2 separate regions of the Anser cygnoides genome follow, and region 1 is linked to region 2. The links are chromatin contacts, called in public Hi-C maps. All regions are on one chromosome and are shown on one strand. Each heading gives the region's core, a stretch centred on a gene start, on an enhancer-like site or on the middle of the called end of the contact. The rest is flanking DNA. Distances are from core to core; before and after follow the strand shown. Region 1 holds the start of LOC106038813 (synaptotagmin-6-like). Region 2 holds the start of C5H11orf24 (chromosome 5 C11orf24 homolog).

The links. Hi-C and Micro-C count contacts between places; a contact is called where the count stands out from the background.
Region 1: a Hi-C map of granulosa cells shows a contact between it and region 2, with 2.5 times the contacts expected there. The contact joins the promoter of LOC106038813 here to the promoter of C5H11orf24 in region 2. A contact is called at or near these places in 3 of 7 Hi-C or Micro-C datasets (granulosa cells and liver).

The regions. Positions count from the first base shown.
Region 1 is chr5:40,022,800-40,027,672 of Taihu_goose_T2T_genome, forward strand. It overlaps LOC106038813 (synaptotagmin-6-like), which reads right to left and starts at 2,959. Exons shown (of 5, transcript XM_066998006.1): 1 at 2,741-2,959; 2 at 1-1,637. LOC136790933 (a long non-coding RNA gene) reads left to right here. Exons shown (of 3, transcript XR_010831839.1): 2 at 4,410-4,523.
Region 2 is chr5:39,853,544-39,858,391 of Taihu_goose_T2T_genome, forward strand. C5H11orf24 (chromosome 5 C11orf24 homolog) reads right to left here and starts at 1,389. Exons shown (of 7, transcript XM_066997965.1): 1 at 1,273-1,389; 2 at 137-259. LOC106038849 (a long non-coding RNA gene) reads right to left here. Exons shown (of 3, transcript XR_010831823.1): 3 at 4,399-4,655.

The DNA of each region.
Region 1 (4,873 bases), core at 1,709-4,208, 170 kb after region 2:
TTCTTCTTTTTCCTACAACAGTAGGCACAGAAGGTGTGCTGATACCTAGTGCTTTTGCTCGTGCAGTCATGCCAGCGCCTGACAGGCCAGCTCCCTGGCATAGCACAGCCTCATGGGCTGGTTCAGACCACGGGAAGAAAGAGGTTGAAGAAGCTTTGCTGCTCTCGGGACCTGCATTCGAGCTCCCGCTCCCCCCAGGTACTGCTCTGCAAACATCCTCTGCTGGGCTCTGTGCCACGGGGGCCTCTCTGGGGCATCCCCGGCAGCTTCAAAGTGTTCTTTGCTTTCATTTTCTCTGCAAATGAGCGCCTTTGATGTGACGCTGAGCACCCTGCATGGTGGAGCCCAACAGCCACGCTGCACCAGCGAGAGCACGGGCATCAGTGCAGCCGCCTGGCTGTGCAGGATGGCCACTCTTTTAGCATTTTTCCCTTCTCGCCATGCTTTTTTCTCCAGTGAGAGACGAGCAGCTGCAGCCCTGCGATAGCCATTTTGTACTCAGCAGCTGCTGATGGTATTTTGGGGCTGTTGCTGAGCAGGCTCTCGGCTGGCTGCAGAGCCGTCTGCGCCCGCCTCACTTCTGCTCCGCTTCCTGCTCTGCAGCGAGGCCTGGCCAGCTGCGGGGAGGTCAGCAGGAACTTGAGGAATTCGTTTTATTGGAAACCACATCCCTCCCATAACAGAGGCACAGGCTGGAAGTGGGGAAGAAAGCGGGTTGTGGGGGAGGGAGAGGGGATGGGAAAGGCCCGCGATTGCTTCTTCAAGAAAACCGGATAAATTCTGGATGAAGGAGAAGCAAGGAGAAGTGAAACTTCTGATCGAGTGAGGTTTTTCACCAGTTTCCCCAGAAATGGCACTTGCGGGTTTCTTCACTTCCCTCAGTGACAGACTCCATGAGCTCTGCGACTGCCCCAAAAACACCTGAAGTAGCTGCAAAGGTCCCTGCTGCACACTGCGACACCTACCTCCTACGTCTTGCTTGCAGCCTGCAGAGCTGGAGCATCTCCTAGCAGCCCTACTTAGGAGATGTCTAAATCTGAATTTGTCACCCAAAACTCACCCAGGGCACTCCCAGTACCCGCTGGGAGGCTGAGGGACGATGACACACATGGCCTGAGTGCACGGGGGCTGTGGGCAGACTGCAGTACCCATAAAACAACCTCACTGGGGTCCTCGTGTGTCAGTGCTTTGCTTCTTTTGCTCCCCCCCTTTCCTCCTGTGTATCTCCGGGACTGTCTGGTCCTGCCTGGGAAACAGGGGTAAGTGGGCTAATGGCCCTGACACAGGTCTGGCCCTGGCACCCCACATGAAGAGTTGTTATTTAAGTGAAAGAGCAGTATTTTTCTTCCTCCGTTCCTTTCAGCTGGAGACATTCTCTCTTTATACGTTTTCTTGCCACAGGGTTTTGCATCTTGTTTTCTAGCAGAGTTGAGAGGCTGTCAGTCAGCCCACCTCTCGACTCTGTGGGGTTTCTGCCAACAATGATGGCTCTTGACCTTGCCCTAGCATCAACGTACTTGCCTTGAAATCTGCATTGCTCGCCTTAGAGGTGTCAAGCAGGAGAGGTGGCATCTTCTTCCCCCAAAAGCCATTCTCTGTCTTTATCCTCACCCTGTCTTCACTGTGGTATTTCTTCTCTGTGGGAATAAAGAAAAGCCAAGTAAGTGATGTCCAGCTTGGAGATGGTGATGTTTGGAGGCTGAAAGTCTGAGGATGGGATTTTTATTTGGGAGTTTCTGAAAGTCTTTAGGGAGACCAGAGTTTAAAAAATCCCATCTCTGGAAATCAGGGCCTTTAGATGGGGTACCCCAAAAGCTGGGTACAGGTAGAAGGACAACGGATCCTACAGCCTGTCTTGACCTCTCCTCCCTCAGGGACCACGTTGTCACCAGCAAGGCCTTGTTAGTGGGACCTGCTGAAGAGTACCATGCTAATGCTATCATCGCGTGAGTGCTGGCACCGACCTCCTGGTGTGAACGACCTGTATTTTAGACTTTTGGGGACAGCCTTGCAACATGCTTACAATAAAAATGCAGCTTGGAGACGTCGAGCAAGCTGTGCTCAGATGGCACTTGGCCTGATGCTCCCAGACAAGAGAAGGGGGGTGGGCCACACTCAGTAACATGGCTTGTGACACCGTGCAGCTGGGAAAGGAAGGGGAGGATTGGATTTTTTATAATTTTTCTTTTGTAAAAGCCATCCAAGCAGAGAGGGATTGCTGAGGCTGGGAGACAGGAGGCCGAGGAGAGCTGGAATGAGAGCGAGGAAGAGCTGGTGAACCTGGCATCACCTGGGGCCTGCGATAACAGATGGGCTTGGAGGGACAGGAGAAGCCGTGCATACATTTCTGGCCTGGTGAAGAAGCAGCTGGTTTCCTGGCAGAGCAAGGCTACAACAACTGTATTTGCAGGGTATGCTTGTGGGGTCCTGAAACGTGTGCCCCATTTGTCTCCTTACAGGCAACAGCCAGGAGAGGTGGCCTGCCCCAGCTCCACGTCATGTCGGCAAGAGGGACCTGGTCCCTTGCCTGCCTCGGGTCAGGGCACCTTGGGCATGGTGCGTGGCACAGTGACTGTGACAGAAATGCTTGCAGTTGGAAGCATAAAAACTGAGGACATAGCTGTTAGCGAAGCCATGCTCAGCTCCTGCATCTGGTCCAGGATGGAAGTTGCTTTTTGAGAGGAAAAGGTAGCAGAAACAGGCCCATGGTGGCTGCTGAGCACTGTTGCCCAATACTTACTTTTTCTAGCCCTGTGGCGTTTCTGGAGTTGACACACCTGGCAAACTAAGATGGTCAGGGCCACCAGGAGCAAGAGGATGGCTATTGCCAAGATCCCGTACTTCCAGGTGTTGGAAAAGGGCAGCTGTAAGCTGTGCAAGGTGAGCGTGATGGAGCTGTCCTCTGTCATGCCTTGTTCCTCTGAGAGAGAGAGAAAGAAGAAAGGGGTCAGCATTGCTAGCACTGCCTCGCCGTGTTGTACGACCCAAGCAGGATGCAGGCTGGGAAGGAAAAGGTCTGTATTCAAGCCATATATAAACTGCAGCTTAGGCCCATACACACAGAATTAATCAGTCATGTTGCCGGCCATGCAATATTATTTACGTGTGTTTGTGCTCGCTGGATCACTGCTGCATCATCACGGATCTGTACTCATCATTGCCACACAGGCAGGCTTCTGCTGGATTTCACTGCTTTTGGCCAGAGCAATTGACAAAGCAGCTCACAGTCTTCCAAGATGAAAGACTGCTGGAAATGTGCCACACCTGCGATTTCCCTGCAGGCTTCTTTTCAGCCTGCTTCCTTGCCCTCCATATACCACTGCTGCCTCCTACCGTTGGAGAGAGACACTTATCAGGGAGTGGAGTGATAGGACAAGGGGAAACGGCTTTAGACTGAAAGAAGGTAGTTTTAGATTAGCTATAAGGAAGACATTCTTACTCAGAGGGTGGTGAGGGACTGACACAGGTTGCCCAGAGAAGCTGTGGCTGCCCCATCCTTGGAGGTGCTCAAGGCCAGGTTGGATGGGCTTTGGGCAGCCTGGTGTGGGGGGGTCGGAATTAGATGACCTTTAAGGTCCCTTCCAACCCAAAACACTCTGTGACCCTAGGATTCAGTTACTGTCCCTTCTGCTTATTGCCTTCTGACAGTGCCTGGCAAGAAGATGCTTGGGGAGAGCGCATGAGAACATGCTAAGTCCCTGTAATGGGAGCCGAGGGAAGGTCTCTGTTTGGAAATTTGAAGAAAGGGATCTGGAGAGTTTGTCATCTGTCCCTAGAAGTAACCTGACAGTCCTAGGAAGAAGAAGAAGCTTAGTTTGGACTTCCATCTCTGTCCCTTTGCTCCAAGAGAAAAGATGGCAGTGGTCCATTAGGCTATGGCTCGCCATAGCCTTTCATCCTGCTTAGCCTAAGTAACCAGTCCTCTTAGGGTAAATATCCTTTAAGAGCATTATCATCCTTCTCAGGAGAAGGTTGAATCCATCTGGAGAGGAGCAGGCATGAGTGCTCCCTCCCCCTAGGCCTTTACACCCATTCACAATAGAGCTCTGGTTAGGAACAGCACGTGGTGGTGGTGGTTTTTTCTTTTTTTCTTTCTTTTTTTTTCATGATTACTTAAGATGAGATTAGGACACTAATCTTTGCAGGGAGCAAACATTTCACCCAACTCTAGCAAACAAGAGCAGCCAAGAAACAGAGCCCAGCTTCAGACGAGGTCTGTTCCAAGAAATTACTGCTGGTTTACGCAGCCCAAAGCAAGCTTGAAAGCAGGAATCAGTTTAGTGAAACTTCCTGCACAGAATCCCTAAATGTGCGTGATTTCTTCACCTCAGAAGATGTTGCTGTTCATACCAGCTATTTTCTTCTATGATTTCTCATCACTGACTGTGTTATCTGTACCTTTGTTGCAGGACCATGTGCAGCTGCTGGGGTATATGCTCTGTATAACGTACCCCATCCACCTCCACTGGAGATGAAGCAGTAGAAATGAACGGGAAGTGACTGGCAGAGACATCCTTGTGTGGGTGAGAGCTAAATCTCAGTCTAAATAAACACTTCCCTGAAAAAAAAAAATGGACTAAGGGGAGCCTTTAAAACTGGCTGAGAAATTTAACTCACTGCTAATCTGCAACAAGTTGTTGTGCCATAAAAATGCTCAAAGAATCACAGGCAGGCTGAAGAGCAGTTCTACGGCATCCAGAGGAATTCACCTATAGTATAACCTTCAGGAAGAGCATAGCATGAAGGTAAAAGAACCTGTAGTTTAACAGGCAAACAATTGCATATATCCATTAGTCCTGATTCTGCACTGCAGACCCAGAGACCTTAAAGCTTGTGGCTGGCTGTCATTCACCTGAGAGGTTTCTTATTTTTA
Region 2 (4,848 bases), core at 139-2,638:
CCCTCAGAGGCCTAAAGGGCACCAAATACTCAGTATCAGGGAGTTCACTTCGATCAGCAAGGCCGCGGATTAGCTCCAGGCAGGGAGGGTCAGCGTTCCCATGGTGGCTCCTTAGGCAAGCAGTCGGTTAACTCACTTTATCGGGAAGCAGGAGTGCTGTCGCATGACCAAGCCCGGCAGGGATTCATTCAGCTAACACACGGGATGCCAAGGCACCGTACTCAATAGGATCCTGACACGGGATTTTTCTTTGCCAGTCCTACAAGACAAAGTTTGGAGGCAGCAGAGAGGCGAGTTAAGGGATTCACTAAACCCACCAGGGCAAGAACCACTGGAACAGGACATCCCCAGAGGATACTGTCTTTAAGAGCCCGGTCAAAGAACAGGATTTGTTCTTCTTACTGTCTCATGGCAGTGTGCTAACATCGCCCAGGGTACAGTTAAACCTACTGAAAACATTTACTTGGGGTAAACGATGGGGCACAGGATGAAAAACATTTCATTCCTCCACGTGAAGCGGAAAGCCACTTACAAAGGCAATCTGCATTTCATGCAGCCTCCATCGCTTATTCAGACACCAGACTTTTTGTGCGTGCCTGTGACACCGCCAGGAAGTGCCGCAGACCCCGCGTCTTTGAAGGGGTCCATAGGGAAATAAAAGGAGCTGCACGGAACGCCGCCGGTAGCTCTGGGGTGCAGTCAGGGTTATTGAACACGCGCTACCCACACGGCGCTCCTCCCACCCCACGGTTTCTCCGCTGCACAACTTCAGACCCCAGCCCCACGACAGACCCCCTGCCACGACGCCCACCGGGCACCCCGCGGGCACCGGGGGGGGCTTTTCAGAACATCCCCAACCCACCCCACCCCCCCAAAAAAAAAAACAGGTCTCCTGAGGATCACGGGGGGCTGGTCACCTCCCGGTATGGGGCATGCAGCGGCACCGGGTGCTCCCCGTTACCCTCCGCAGCTGGGAACGGGACCGGGACCGGGACCGAGACAAGGGCTGGGGAGGAAGAGCCGGGACCGGGGAGGAAGATAGGAGAGGGGAACCGAGACCGGGAAGGGAAGGAGACGGGGGAAGGGAGAGGAGTGGGGAACCAGGACCGGGGGCAACCGGGAGCTGGGGGAGGGGACGACCCGGCGGAGCCCTCCCGGTACGGCTGCCCGCCCCCTCCCGGTGCCCCGCCGGGCCCCGCTCCGCTCCCCCGTGCCCGCACCGAGCCTACCGCCCCCCCCCCCGGCACTGTCAGCCCGCAGCGGGGCGCTTACCGCGGCGCTGAGCGGGGCGCAGGCGGCGGCCGCACGCCCGGTACCGGCGCGACCCCCGCGGGGCAGGAGCGGAACCGGGCGGCGCCGCGCCCCGCCACGTGCCGCCGCCTCGCCCCGCCCCTCCCGCCCATCGCCGCTCCCCATTGGCCCGCCCGCAGATCGCCCCGCCTCCTCCCGCCTCGGCCACGCCCCCAGCCACGCCCCCCTTCTCTCCTGTCACCCCGGAAACGGCGAGGGGAGGGCGGAAATAGCGTTGCGCGGGGGCTGTGCCCAGTGGAGGGCGGAGGGGCCTGGAGGAGCGTGGTCGTGTCCCTCCGCCCTCTGCGTGAGCGTCGTTTCTCCTCCTGCCCGGCTCCTATTTGCGCACCGGGCAGGGCCACAGACGCCCCTTTCCTCTCAGCACGTGTAAATTACCCCCAGATGCGCACCACACGTTAAGGCGTGCCTGTTTTGTGGAGGTCAGGCTTGTACCCTGGCCCGCTCTTGGCTGAGGAGTTGCAGCCAAAGGGGCAATTTTCTTCCAGTGTGAAAACCCCTGCTGCAAGCTGGGGGGCGGCTGCAGAAGCATCTTTCGGTGTTCTAAATTCATTACCAATACGCCTCCCCCACGTTTTCTGCAAGCAAACATTACAGGAGGCTTTGTGTTGAGTAAAGGAAGGGCGGCTGGGCTGGTTGTGTAAGACTCACAACTGTCTCCGAAAGGAAAAACTAGATAGAAACATGCTCAGGCTAACAGCTCCTTGTTACCCACATCTCAGTAACACACATCCTGCAATAATAAATGGTTATTTTGCCGTTTTTAGTGTTTCTGTCAACGCCAAAGGTTTGCACAACGCCAGTCTGCAGCTGCTTTGGTGTGTTATCAGGGGAAACCCTAGCAGCAGTGGAACTTTGAAGCATTTACACACTGCAGTGTGTACCAGTACGTACAGATACATATTAAATAGGTGTGCCGGAGCAGCATTCTGCAACATGCAGCCAGCTCCACAAAACGACAGAAGGAGCAGAACTTCCTTTAAGCTGTAAGCGCCCATTTTAGATCAAGTACACATTCAGCACGTTTGGGTTATTTCCAGATGGCCCAGAGAAGAGTCTTAAAAAAAAAAAAAAGTGCAGGTGACAACATTGTGCGTACAGGCATAGCCCGTATTGTGAGATGCTTTATATAGTGTTTGTGACATTGAACAGGTGAAACAGGAGCTTTTGCTACCTCAAGTAGGATCTGAGCTGCTACTGCTAATCTGGCCATAGATGAAAGCGATGCTGAAATCATTCACACATGCTGATGTAATTTTAGAACACAGAAATTTGCTTTTAGAAATGAGCAATGAGGAGGAGGAATTTATACCCTAGTCCATCAGATAATTAAAAGTAGACAAAATGCAGAGCCAGACAGAGCTCCACATTAAGGACTCAAAGCGTGTCTGCCTGCATCTGTTGTGTAGATGTATCATTCCATCTTTCATGTAAGATACTGACATCTACTGAAATGCTCCCTCCCCTCCTTTCCAGAGAAGGAGAAAGGGAGGAAGAACCTCTGCTATCCAGGAGAATTAGAAGAGACGGTTGAAAATGGGGGAAGGACTGTGTGCTGTAGAAAAAGGAAATCTGACAGGATCAAGTGCAAAGATGGAGCAAATAATATGAAGCAGGAGGGCTCACACCCCTTGGGTTGGTATGGTGGGGAACAAGCACATTTCTTAAGCAGTCTCAGGAGAAAAAAAAATAAATGAAAATGCACACGGAGAAGCCCAGATGCAGAATGGGAAAATAAAGGTACTAAAGTAAAGCCGTGATCACCTAAACAAAGAGAACGTGATATCATAAACGTGCCCTGTTCACCTCTCTCCCTGTGATGCACGGGGAACATCTGCTGTTCAGGCCCCCAGAGGACATCGTTTTGAAAGGTGTTTAAAGATCTTTGCAACTTTACACGCCTCATGTGAAAAGCTGGGGTGCTAAGACATGCAGGCAATAGGAGGTTTTCATAGAATATAAATGAGGTCTAAGCCACTGTTTATCTTTCAGTTGGTTTGTATTTATTTGAGGTTGTTGAGAGAGTAGAGATTATGGGATGTAATGAAATGGCATCAAAGGGGATTGGGCTGGAGGTGCAGTAAAGGAGATTTTAGGATATTAGTTCAAGCACAAGTGGCTCCAGTACAGTCGAGCTCTGTTCCAGACATTAACCCATGCAGGGTTTTGTGCTGACAGCTAGAGAACAAAAGGCAGGTCTGTGTTTAAAAAATAGTCTCCTTTCCAGAACAGATGGTGGTTGGGATAGCAAATATTTGCTCTTTTGGACTGCTCAAATAAACTTAGCCAGTTGAGGCAATGCAAAGAATAGTCCTTCATCTCTTTCTACATCTAAGAAGGAGTGGACCTACATCTCTTCAAACAGGTGGAAGGTTGAACCTGCCTACCCTACACTGTAAAGTCCCTTTTAGAGCAGTGCCAAGACAAGCTTATGGTCTGCTGGGGGAGAGTAGTCCCTCTAGAGGCACAAGGATCATCCTTCCAACTCTCTGTGTGGCTCCTGCACCAGAGTTTAACTTGTTCTGGGCCATATTCACCTCTGGTATAACTCCAATCAAATTAAGTCAAGAACCTATTTAGCCTGCTATCGTTTTTTTTTTCCTTTCCTTTTTTTATTTCTTCCCTTCCTGTAGCCATCTTTTCACAGAGGACATGCCTCTGCCAACTCTCAAGCTGCAATTAGGGAAGAGTCTGGATAGAACCGTTGACAATATGTTTGCAGAGTACTAAATACCATTGACTATGATCAGTAAATATTTACACTTGGAGGAAGAGATTTGCTCTTTGCATAGTTTGCATGTTGGCATCTGCTAGGCTGAATAAATTACTAATAAAAATTACATTGTGGAAAAAAAAAAAAGCCCATGCTGGTTCTTTGGAGCTATTTTATTAAAATCAATTAAATGATAAGTAAACTCATTCCTTGAGAATTACACTCTCTCCAAAATTTCAATGTTGGAATATGCCCTATTGCACCAAAGAACTGAGGCAGCCCACTCTTGGAGGAGTGTGAATTTTTCTAGTGAGGAACCCTGGGCTGACACAAAGGCCATTTTAGTTGGGGAAGGAGAGCCCTTGTTCTCCATCAAGACTAATGCCTGCAGCCAACTGTACAACAGCTCATTTTGGCATGACAGTTTTGAAGGAATTTGGCCACAGTTCCTTTTTGGTCTTGCATTTTGCACATCTCTGAATTCAGTCCCACCGAATCGTGAGTCTTGGCAGATCTTGCAATTATGAGTCTTTTCTGAACCCTCTAGCTTCTTCAATCAAGACACTGCATAAGGATCTTGACTATCATTTTAAAATGGATTTGGTGTATGCAAGGAAATGCAGAATACATGTCCCTAGAAGTGGAAATGCAGATAAGCAAATCTCAATTTCAGTGAGCTAAACTCCCCATATCAGAGTACGGGGTATTCCATCCACTGACAGTAGTCACCTAAAAGTCAAATTTCATACTTAAAATTCAAAGTGCTCTTGATAAACTTATTTTAAAGCCAAGATTCTCATGTAATACCATGTTTGTAGCAATGTTAA